Linked DNA regions of Mus musculus: region 2 is linked to region 1. The links are chromatin contacts, called in public Hi-C maps. All regions are on one chromosome and are shown on one strand. Each heading gives the region's core, a stretch centred on a gene start, on an enhancer-like site or on the middle of the called end of the contact. The rest is flanking DNA. Distances are from core to core; before and after follow the strand shown.

Region 1 (4,106 bases), core at 1,422-3,921:
CTCCCTAGTGCCGGTATAACAGGCTCACACCCCCCAACCAGGTTCCCAGGTAATTAAGTTGTTTAAATTACTACTAAAGGTATAGATAAATTCTGGGGTGATTTTTTAGGGGGGAAGGGAAGTGGGGAGCTGCTGGGGGCAGAACCCAGCGTCTTGCCCAGGCTACGGACAAACCACCACATCTCCAGCTCTACAGGTTCTTTCTTACTGGGTAGAACTGTTTTGAATTTTTACCTTAAATGACTGAAAACACTTGAAATATTAGAATCAACTCCAACGTGCCTCTTTGTCCTCCCTCAATCCCCAGAGAGGGAGGCTTTCATGGCTAAGTGGAATTAAAAGCCCATGGAATTCTTCAGAACCCTAGTGGACTTGGCCAAGAAAAAACAAGGGTGGGGAGCACTAGCACCCAGCTAGCTTACAAATCTGCCAAACCTGCCTAGTCCAACTTTTACTGGTACTATGATAGCAGGTACTACCTCCCCAATGACGTCAGCGTTATAGAGACCATCTGAAACAGAGAGCGGTTCCCAAACAAAGGATTTGCTTGCAAGACAAAGTACTTCAGCTGTGCTTTGGACTCTTTCTTTTTGAACCACATAGATAGTAACTGCTTCAAGGTTGCTGAGTTAAGACCCAAAAATGTCATAGCACAGACAGCAATTTAAAAATTAACTCCTTTCTTCCATCCCGACTCCCATCACCCCAGCACAGCATTCACCACTGAGGCTGCAGAGCAAGCATATTACTGAAGAAAGGGGGTGAAGAGAATTGGTCAGATTTCAGGAGTCGGGGAGAACCTTAGCACCAACACTGGAGGGCAAGCAGTGGCAAAGGAGGCTGCAAACACGTTGTATTTGTCTCATGTCAAGCACGCATGAAAGGCCCTGGGCTCTGAAATGCTCTACAAAGCCTGGAGCTGAGCTTTGAGTCCCAAAAAATAAAACCCAGATTACACATTGTCTTGCCAGGAACCAGTGTCAGACCAGGAAAAGTTGGCCTCATCACACAAAACAAAAACCCAGGGCTCAATCTGTCCCTGTGTCCTTTGTAACAAATTACCTCATTTGAAGGATGACAACAAGAGGGAGTGACCCAGTCTCCTAGGTCTAATCTCCAGTTCTGCCCCGCCCTGTAAGCGCTGACCCCTTCAGTTCCCTTCCATCACACCAATTCTTTTACTACTTCCTGAAACTGAAAGCAGTCTGTAGCTGCCCCAGCTTCCTCATAAGACTACTCAAGGAGGCTGCTTTTTGTCAGCAAGTTGTCAAGCCCCTGTGAGAGACACTGCTGTTCCACGCTGCCTTCTTAGCCCCACAAAATGGCTCCCTTTTGTGCCACTTGGTCGGGACCCCAAGGCTTGGTCACACTCAACTGTGGGTCATCATCAATGGAAAATACATGGCCAGAGAACATGGAACCAAGCCTTTGGGAAGATCAAAGAGATGCCTGAAAGCCAACTTAAGGGACTGTGTGCCACTAGCTGAGACGATGTAGATGGACTCCCTCCGCTGAACAAAATATCTTCACCAAGTTAAGTGAGGGGTAGGAAACGGGTCCCAGTCCAGTCACAGAGCTCCTCCCAAAATGCAGTGTACTGGGGACAAGCAAGATCCCAGCTTCCAGGAAGGGATACTACATACTACTGGAGAGACAATGGATGGCTCCCTAGCCCCGCCCAAGCACAGACAACCTCCTCCTCCAAGAGAAGCCTGCTCTGGGGTGAACTCATTCGGCCAAAGTCAATGGGAGAAGTAAAGAAGGCGACATGGAAGGGCAGAGGTCCGAGGACCTGAGCGCAGAAAACCCATTTGAGCAGGCTCACGGCCCCGCGCATTCGGAGGTGGGCGTGGGGAGGGGGAGGAGACCCGATCTCTCCTTTGTTAGGCGCAGGGAGGCACTTTGATAAGAGAGCTCCTGTCCAGGGCTGGAAGTGGAGGGAGGGGATGACCAGCCCCGCCCTACCAGAGGTGCACCTGCTGCGCAGACACGGACACCCCGGCGGGCCACCACGAGGAAAAGAGCCTGCAGACCAGCCGGATCAGTGCTCAGATTTGCTCGCAGCGCCCAAGGCCGGGGCCAGCACACGCCCGAGCCAGAAGCGGGAGCGCATGGCCCTCATGTGGGACAATGGGCCCAGGGCCCTGCAGGCTCCTTGGGCTCCTGGGAGACCAAGCCCACCATCCTGGACCCGACCAGTGTCGCCGCGGGTGGCTGAAAGAAGATCCTCCCGCACACTCTCACCGACTCCAACCTGCCGTACGGCAAAGGGCCGCCACCCACAGTCCCCCTCAGCTGTCGTTACCGGGGAGAAATGAATAGAAGGGACGACTGGGGCGGGGCCACAAGCCGAGGCAGTCCTGCCGCACAAAGCGGCGCCCACTCCTTACTCTGCCACCCTCCCCCGGGCGCGAGCGCGGTGCTCCCGGCCCGTTACCACCAACGCCCCGCGGTCCCCACAAGCCCTGGAGGGCTCGAGCCCTACCCTGTCGCCTTACCGGGAGCTGTTCCTGCTGTTAGGGTCCACACCCTTAAAGGTAGTGGTAGTGGTCATGGCGCCAAGGGGCGAGGTAGGCTGGCCCTGAAAACGCCAAGGGGGACTGGGACCAACAGGCGCAGACGACTCCAAAAGCTAAACCACCAGGGCTCCACGAGCTTCTACCGCCGCGGGGCTCGCCGGACTCCCATTTTATAGAGCCAATAGGGCCCACCCTCCACATGCCGCCATTGGGCAATTTAAAAAGATCTCTTCATTTCTATTGGTTAGCTACAGTGCTAATCATAGATCGGCGTCAGGACGGGCTGCGCGGGAGACGGCTCGGCCTAAGCCCCGCCCCCTTCCTGTACAGAGAAAGGCCGCTGTGGTCTCCCCTCCTCCACGCCCTCGACAATCTGGTGGTGCTCAAGTGTTCACGGTCACTTTAAAAAGTTACTTGAGGGGCTGTCGAGGTGGCTCATAAGGAAAAGCCCTTGCCACCCAGCATGACAACCCGTGTTCAATCTCCAGGACCCACAACGTGTAAGAGACCCAACTCTCTTTTTTTTTTTGTAGAACATGATTTTAATATTTTCAACTGTTAATACTCAACAAGCAGAATAATTATTTTAAGATATACTTCGTTATTATGTCTTCATTTCTGATTTTATTAATTTGGATACTGTCTCTGTCCCTTATAGTTAGTCTGGCCAGGGGTTTATCTATCTTGTTGATTTTCTCAAAGAACCAGTTCCTGGTTTTGTTGATTCTTTGTATAGTTCTTTTTGTTTCTACTTGGTTGATTTCAGCTCTGAGTTTGATTATTTCGGATACCCAACTCTTGAACCTCTGACCTCCACGCACCCACGCACTGAGACACACACACACACACACATACACACTACCTAGCTACCTAAATAGAAAGCTACCTCAGCAGGATGTGTCGGCACTTCCCTGCAATGCCTTAACTTGGGAGACTGAGGCAGGAGGATCACTTTGAGTTTCAAGCCAGTCTGGTCTAAACAGTGAGACCCTGTCAAAAAGAAATGAGGGGGAGGCAGAGAAGGAAAGCAGGAAAGAGAGAAGGGATGTCGTGTTAAGGCCATATGCTAGTACTGCAGAGGACCTAGGTTCAGTTGCCAGCACTCACAGGGCAGCTCCAAACTGTAGCTCCAGTTCCCTGACCTGGGCAGTTACATGCAGGCACACACATGTACACAACGTAAATCTTTTGCCAGGCGATGTAGCACATGCCTTTAATCCTTTAGTCCCAGCACCAACTCAGGAGTCAGAGGCAGGTGGATCTCCGAGTTCTAGGCTAGCCAGAGTTACACAGAGAAACCGTGTTGGAGAGGGAATTTTTTTTTTTTAAGGTCCGAGGTGGGGGTGCTGCACACCCCTAATCCCAGCACCCTGGAGGCAGAAGCAAGATTTCTTAGCCTCAAAAAGGGCGGGGGGCACACAGTGGTCTACACCTTTGAACCCAGCACTAAGGAGGCAGAAGAGTCTAGGACAGCCAAAGATGTTACACAGAGAACTCCCCCCCCACCCCACCCCCACCCCCCCACCCACCCACCCCACCCACCCTCACCCCTACCCCCCCGTCTAGGAAAAAAAAAAAAAACAGAAA
Region 2 (4,193 bases), core at 734-3,233, 2.3 Mb after region 1:
CTTCCCTCCCCTGGTAGAGGGGACCAGAGAGAGGACAGGCAACAAGCCAGCTGTGGCCACCACTCTAGGCACTGTTGCCTCCTCTGATTTCGGTCCTCCTGGATGCACATCCCGTCCTGAGCGCTGGCACCGTGGTTACAAAGACAGTTGTAAAGACCTCAGTACAGAGTCTGGCAGGAAGCCTGGCTTGAATCCCCAGGCCAACTCCCAAGTCCTGGTAGTTCTCGGCTCCACTTCCTGCTCCGCTTCAGAAACCTGCTCTACCCCAGGCTGCTCACCCTTGGCCCAGCTCCAGCAACCCCGAGAGGCACAAATTACTTTCTTGAACTCCTACCTACCCTTGGGCTCAGAGGGAAATGTCCAGTGGAAGGGCTGATAGATAGACAATTCAGAATGATGACGGCTACCTAATGGCAGAGAGCCAACTAAAGAGGGGGGGAAATATCTCTGGAGTCAAGAGGGCTGCAGCCTCTACCCAAGTGGGACCCAGGTTCTCCCAGCCTCCGTGGGTACAATGGACACTTGGGGACAGGTTATTCTAAGTAAGTTTTGAGCACTTATTCATATCCACTAGAGGCTAGCAGCAGTGTGCCCCGAGGCTTAGGGGTTTCCGAAGGGCAGGCTCAGGGGTAGGACTGACCGATCATGTGTGGAGAAGCTGTTGCTATAGCGCGTGTCTTTGGCATACTTGATGACCAGGCACTTGTACTGGGCGATCTGGAAGCGCCGGACTCTTCTCATCAGCTCTGTGCTGCAAGAATTAACCAGAGCACATGAGGCCCGAGCAAAAGGCGGGCTGCCACTACCACCTAGCGTCGGGCAGCCGGAACTGCAGCCGTTCACCCCATGCTGTTCTGAACAAAATTCAATTTTCATGAATGAACTTCAAAGTCTTTGACAGAATCACCAGAGAGCTTGCTTCTGGATCCCAGATCATGAGTTTGGCCCTCACCCTCGGGGCAAGGGACAAATTGAGGTGACACCAGACCATTCAGAAATAATGAGGTGCCTGGTATGGTGATGCACCCCAGCAGAGGCAAGCGGATCTCTGAGTTGGGCCACAAATAAAGACGCTGAGTTAAAAAAAAAAAAACAAAAACTAACCCCAAGATAAAGCAAAGAAAACCCAAGTAGTGTGTGTTTGTTATTCTGGGTGGGACTCCCAGAGTTTAGACCCTCACCTCAGAGTTAATTGGGCTCCAAGGCTTTAGGAGAGCTCGCATGGGGAATGAATGAGGAAACTGTCAGAGAAGGTGCCTAACTCCCAGGGGACACATGAGAGTTCGGTGGGCTCCTGGGTAATGTGGGCTGGGGTCTTCAATTGTACCCCCATGTGGTCCGCCTCAGCAAAGATAGGGTTCCCCAAGAGAAAAGGCTTGGGCAGGAGGATGGCAGCAATCCAGGAAATCGAATTTTGGGCGGGAATGTACACACAGAGGTCGAGCGCGTTTGCCGCCTAGTCAGAGGCTCCTGGGAAGATGGGGGAGGGGGGAGAGGAGAGCCAGGGCCTGCAGAGAGAGAGGCTGCAGAGAGAGAGGGAGGCCCACCGCCCCGAAGGCCCATTCATTACCTTTTCCCTGAGAACATGGGCCCGAGAATCACCTAGAAGAGAAGTCATTTAAGGGGTCTCCCCCTTGTACACCCCGCACCAGCCACCACCCGACCCCACTCCAGACCCCGCACCTGAATCTGCCCCCGAGTCTTGCTGGGGGAGCTGGGCAGCACGGTGGGCAGATTGATGTAGCTCATGGCTGCTGTGCAAACCTTAGTTAGCACCGAGAGTCCGTGGGTGGAAAAATTTCGACTTACTGCTCGCATTTGCCCGCGAACTCAAAAGGGGGCGGGACGAAGACAAGACTCGTCCCACCTCTCAGCTACGTGAAAAGCCTGGAGCTCGACCATCCCCTCCGGATCTGGCCATGGCGTTTCCTTCCCTTTCTGCGGGCCAGAATCCCTGGAGGAACTTGTCTTCGGAGGTAGGTGTGGTGCAGCCGCCCAGAGCCGGGACTGGAATTTTAGGATGCCCACAAGCCAAATTTCCAAGCGTTGAGCGCCAGATTTCTTCATTTTTCTCGTCATAGAGCAGGTTTAGCTTGTTAGCCTGGTTTTAAAGACAGCGAAAACTCAAGTTCCAGCAGGAACTAAGGGGCTTAGGGTTTGGACCTTACTCTGAGGTTGTGCAGTGTGATTCTGTGTTTCTGTAACTACAGTCTGGAAGGTGCCAAGGCTGGGGGTCCTTGCTGTGAGTCGCAAAGTAAGGCAGGCACCTTCAGGGACAGACTGTATTGAGCGGCTTCAGAATTCCCATGCTAAAACTCCTATGGCTCACACCGAGCATGCCCAGAAACCTTCTCACTCAGGAATTTGTTTGGTTACTCTGTCTGCCATTGGTTGCGGCAAGGGTTACCAAAGGCATACACAAAGCAGGACAACACATTTTGGCGCTTGCTGTAGTTAATTACCATTCCACTAGGATTTCTTGACTGGTTAGCTTGTATTAAACAGGCTTCTTTGTTTTGGTCACAGACAGACATCACTTAGAATCTGTTGAAAGTTAGGAACATGTGTCCTCGGGGGTGGCTCAAGCATTCAATTCCAGGCAGAGGCAGGCAGGTGACTTAAGTTCAAGGCCAGCCGGGTCTACAGAGTGAGTTCCAGGTCAGCCAGGACTACACAAAAAATAAACTTTAAAATACAATCAATCATAAATCCTAATAGTAAAAATGAAGGCAGAGGGCTAGAGAAATGGCTCGGCTGTTGAGCATCCACAGCTCCTCCGGAGGCGCAGAGTTGAGGATTTCCAACACCCACATCAAGACAGCTCACAGCGTCCAGCTCCAGAAGGGACTGCAGGCACACACATTTAAAGAGGAAATAAAAAGACTTTTGGCACATGTCAGTAATCTCAGCACTTGATCCTCGAGGCAGCTACACAGTTACAAGAGATGAGAAAACAAAAAGACGACAAAAAAAAAAAAGATGATGCCTAGCCAGGCCCCTAGCATCCAGCAGGTACCAACCGGAACGAGAAGGGTCTATAGCATGTAAGACGAACATTCAACAGGAAGAGGCAGAGGCAGCTGTGTTTGAGCAAGGGGCTTACATTGTTTCTCTTACACACCTCCCTTCCAACCCTGTGGGCGTCTAGCACCCCCATTATATCAACGAGAAGAGCAAGGCTAGAGACAGCTGGAGAGAGCCAAAGGTGCCCAGCCCCAGGCCTCAGTGTGAAGACGCACTCACTGTCTTCAGGATTCCTGTGTTGGCTTAGGAACCTGTGTCCTCCTGGCTTTCTGTGTTAAGTGTGGGCATCTTACATTTTCCCCTCGTGGTGGTAGAGATTGAACCCAGCACAACAGGCAAATGCTCTGCCACTGAACTGTCCCCACTTTTCACTTTATAACCCAAACACTGTTTATTTGTAAACAGAGTCTCACTGTGTAGTCCTGGCTATCTATCCAGGAACTGGCTTGGCTGTCCTCCTGCCTCTGCCTCCCTCTGCCTCACAGCGAGCTGGGATTCCAGCTGCGTTTACCACACCTCTGGCTGCATAGCCTTCTGCAGCTGCCATCTGGCTGAGCAACATTTGCAAACTGACTTTTGACTTCTTCCTGCTTACCTCTGTCCCTGGGACCCTGTATGTGCCTGTGGTCAGAATACTGTCCTCCCAGAAAAACAGCTCATGCCACTTGATTGCTAATGGTCACACAGTTGCCTCACCTCCTGTGGTCTCAGTTCCCGTAGGAATTTGGCCCCCTAATGCCATTTACAGACCTCATGTCTCATGAAGGCCGTTAGCTGGTTAAAGGCATGGTTGCCGCTAGGGAACCCCTCTGGCACCTTTTTGAGGGCACCTTAGATGTTCTGCTGAAATACCTAATGGGGCAGCTAGTAGGGGGGACTAGGGAGCAGAAGTTGAAAAGGCTTGTAGAAAGCTGCATGCATTAGGGGTCTTCTCAGGGCAGAGAAGAAGAAAGGATCAGCCATCACGGTCCCGGTCGACACACGCCCCGAGAGGGAGTCTCACAGGGTTCTGTCTCGCCCACAGGAGCTGGAGAAGCAATACTCACCCAGCAGATGGGTCATCCACACGAAACCAGAGGAAGTTGTTGGGAACTTCGTGCAGATAGGAAGCCAGGGTACTGTGGGACTCTCTCTGGATACTGTGGCCGCTTATTTGGGGTTGGGGAGGG

The links. Hi-C and Micro-C count contacts between places; a contact is called where the count stands out from the background.
Region 2: a contact with region 1 is called in a Hi-C map of B cells, with 5 read pairs. The contact joins the promoter of Tk1 here to the promoter of Jpt1 in region 1. A contact is called at or near these places in 1 of 39 promoter capture datasets (erythroid cells) and 1 of 484 Hi-C or Micro-C datasets (B cells).

The regions. Positions count from the first base shown.
Region 1 is chr11:115,511,722-115,515,827 of GRCm38.p6, forward strand. Jpt1 (Jupiter microtubule associated homolog 1) reads right to left here and starts at 2,672. Exons shown (of 5, transcript NM_008258.2): 1 at 2,499-2,672. The coding sequence starts at 2,554.
Region 2 is chr11:117,824,031-117,828,223 of GRCm38.p6, forward strand. It overlaps Tk1 (thymidine kinase 1), which reads right to left and starts at 1,984. Exons shown (of 7, transcript NM_009387.2): 1 at 1,684-1,984; 2 at 1,571-1,602; 3 at 641-751. The coding sequence starts at 1,749. Afmid (arylformamidase) reads left to right here and starts at 1,889. Exons shown (of 11, transcript NM_027827.3): 1 at 1,889-1,976; 2 at 4,049-4,139. The coding sequence starts at 1,920.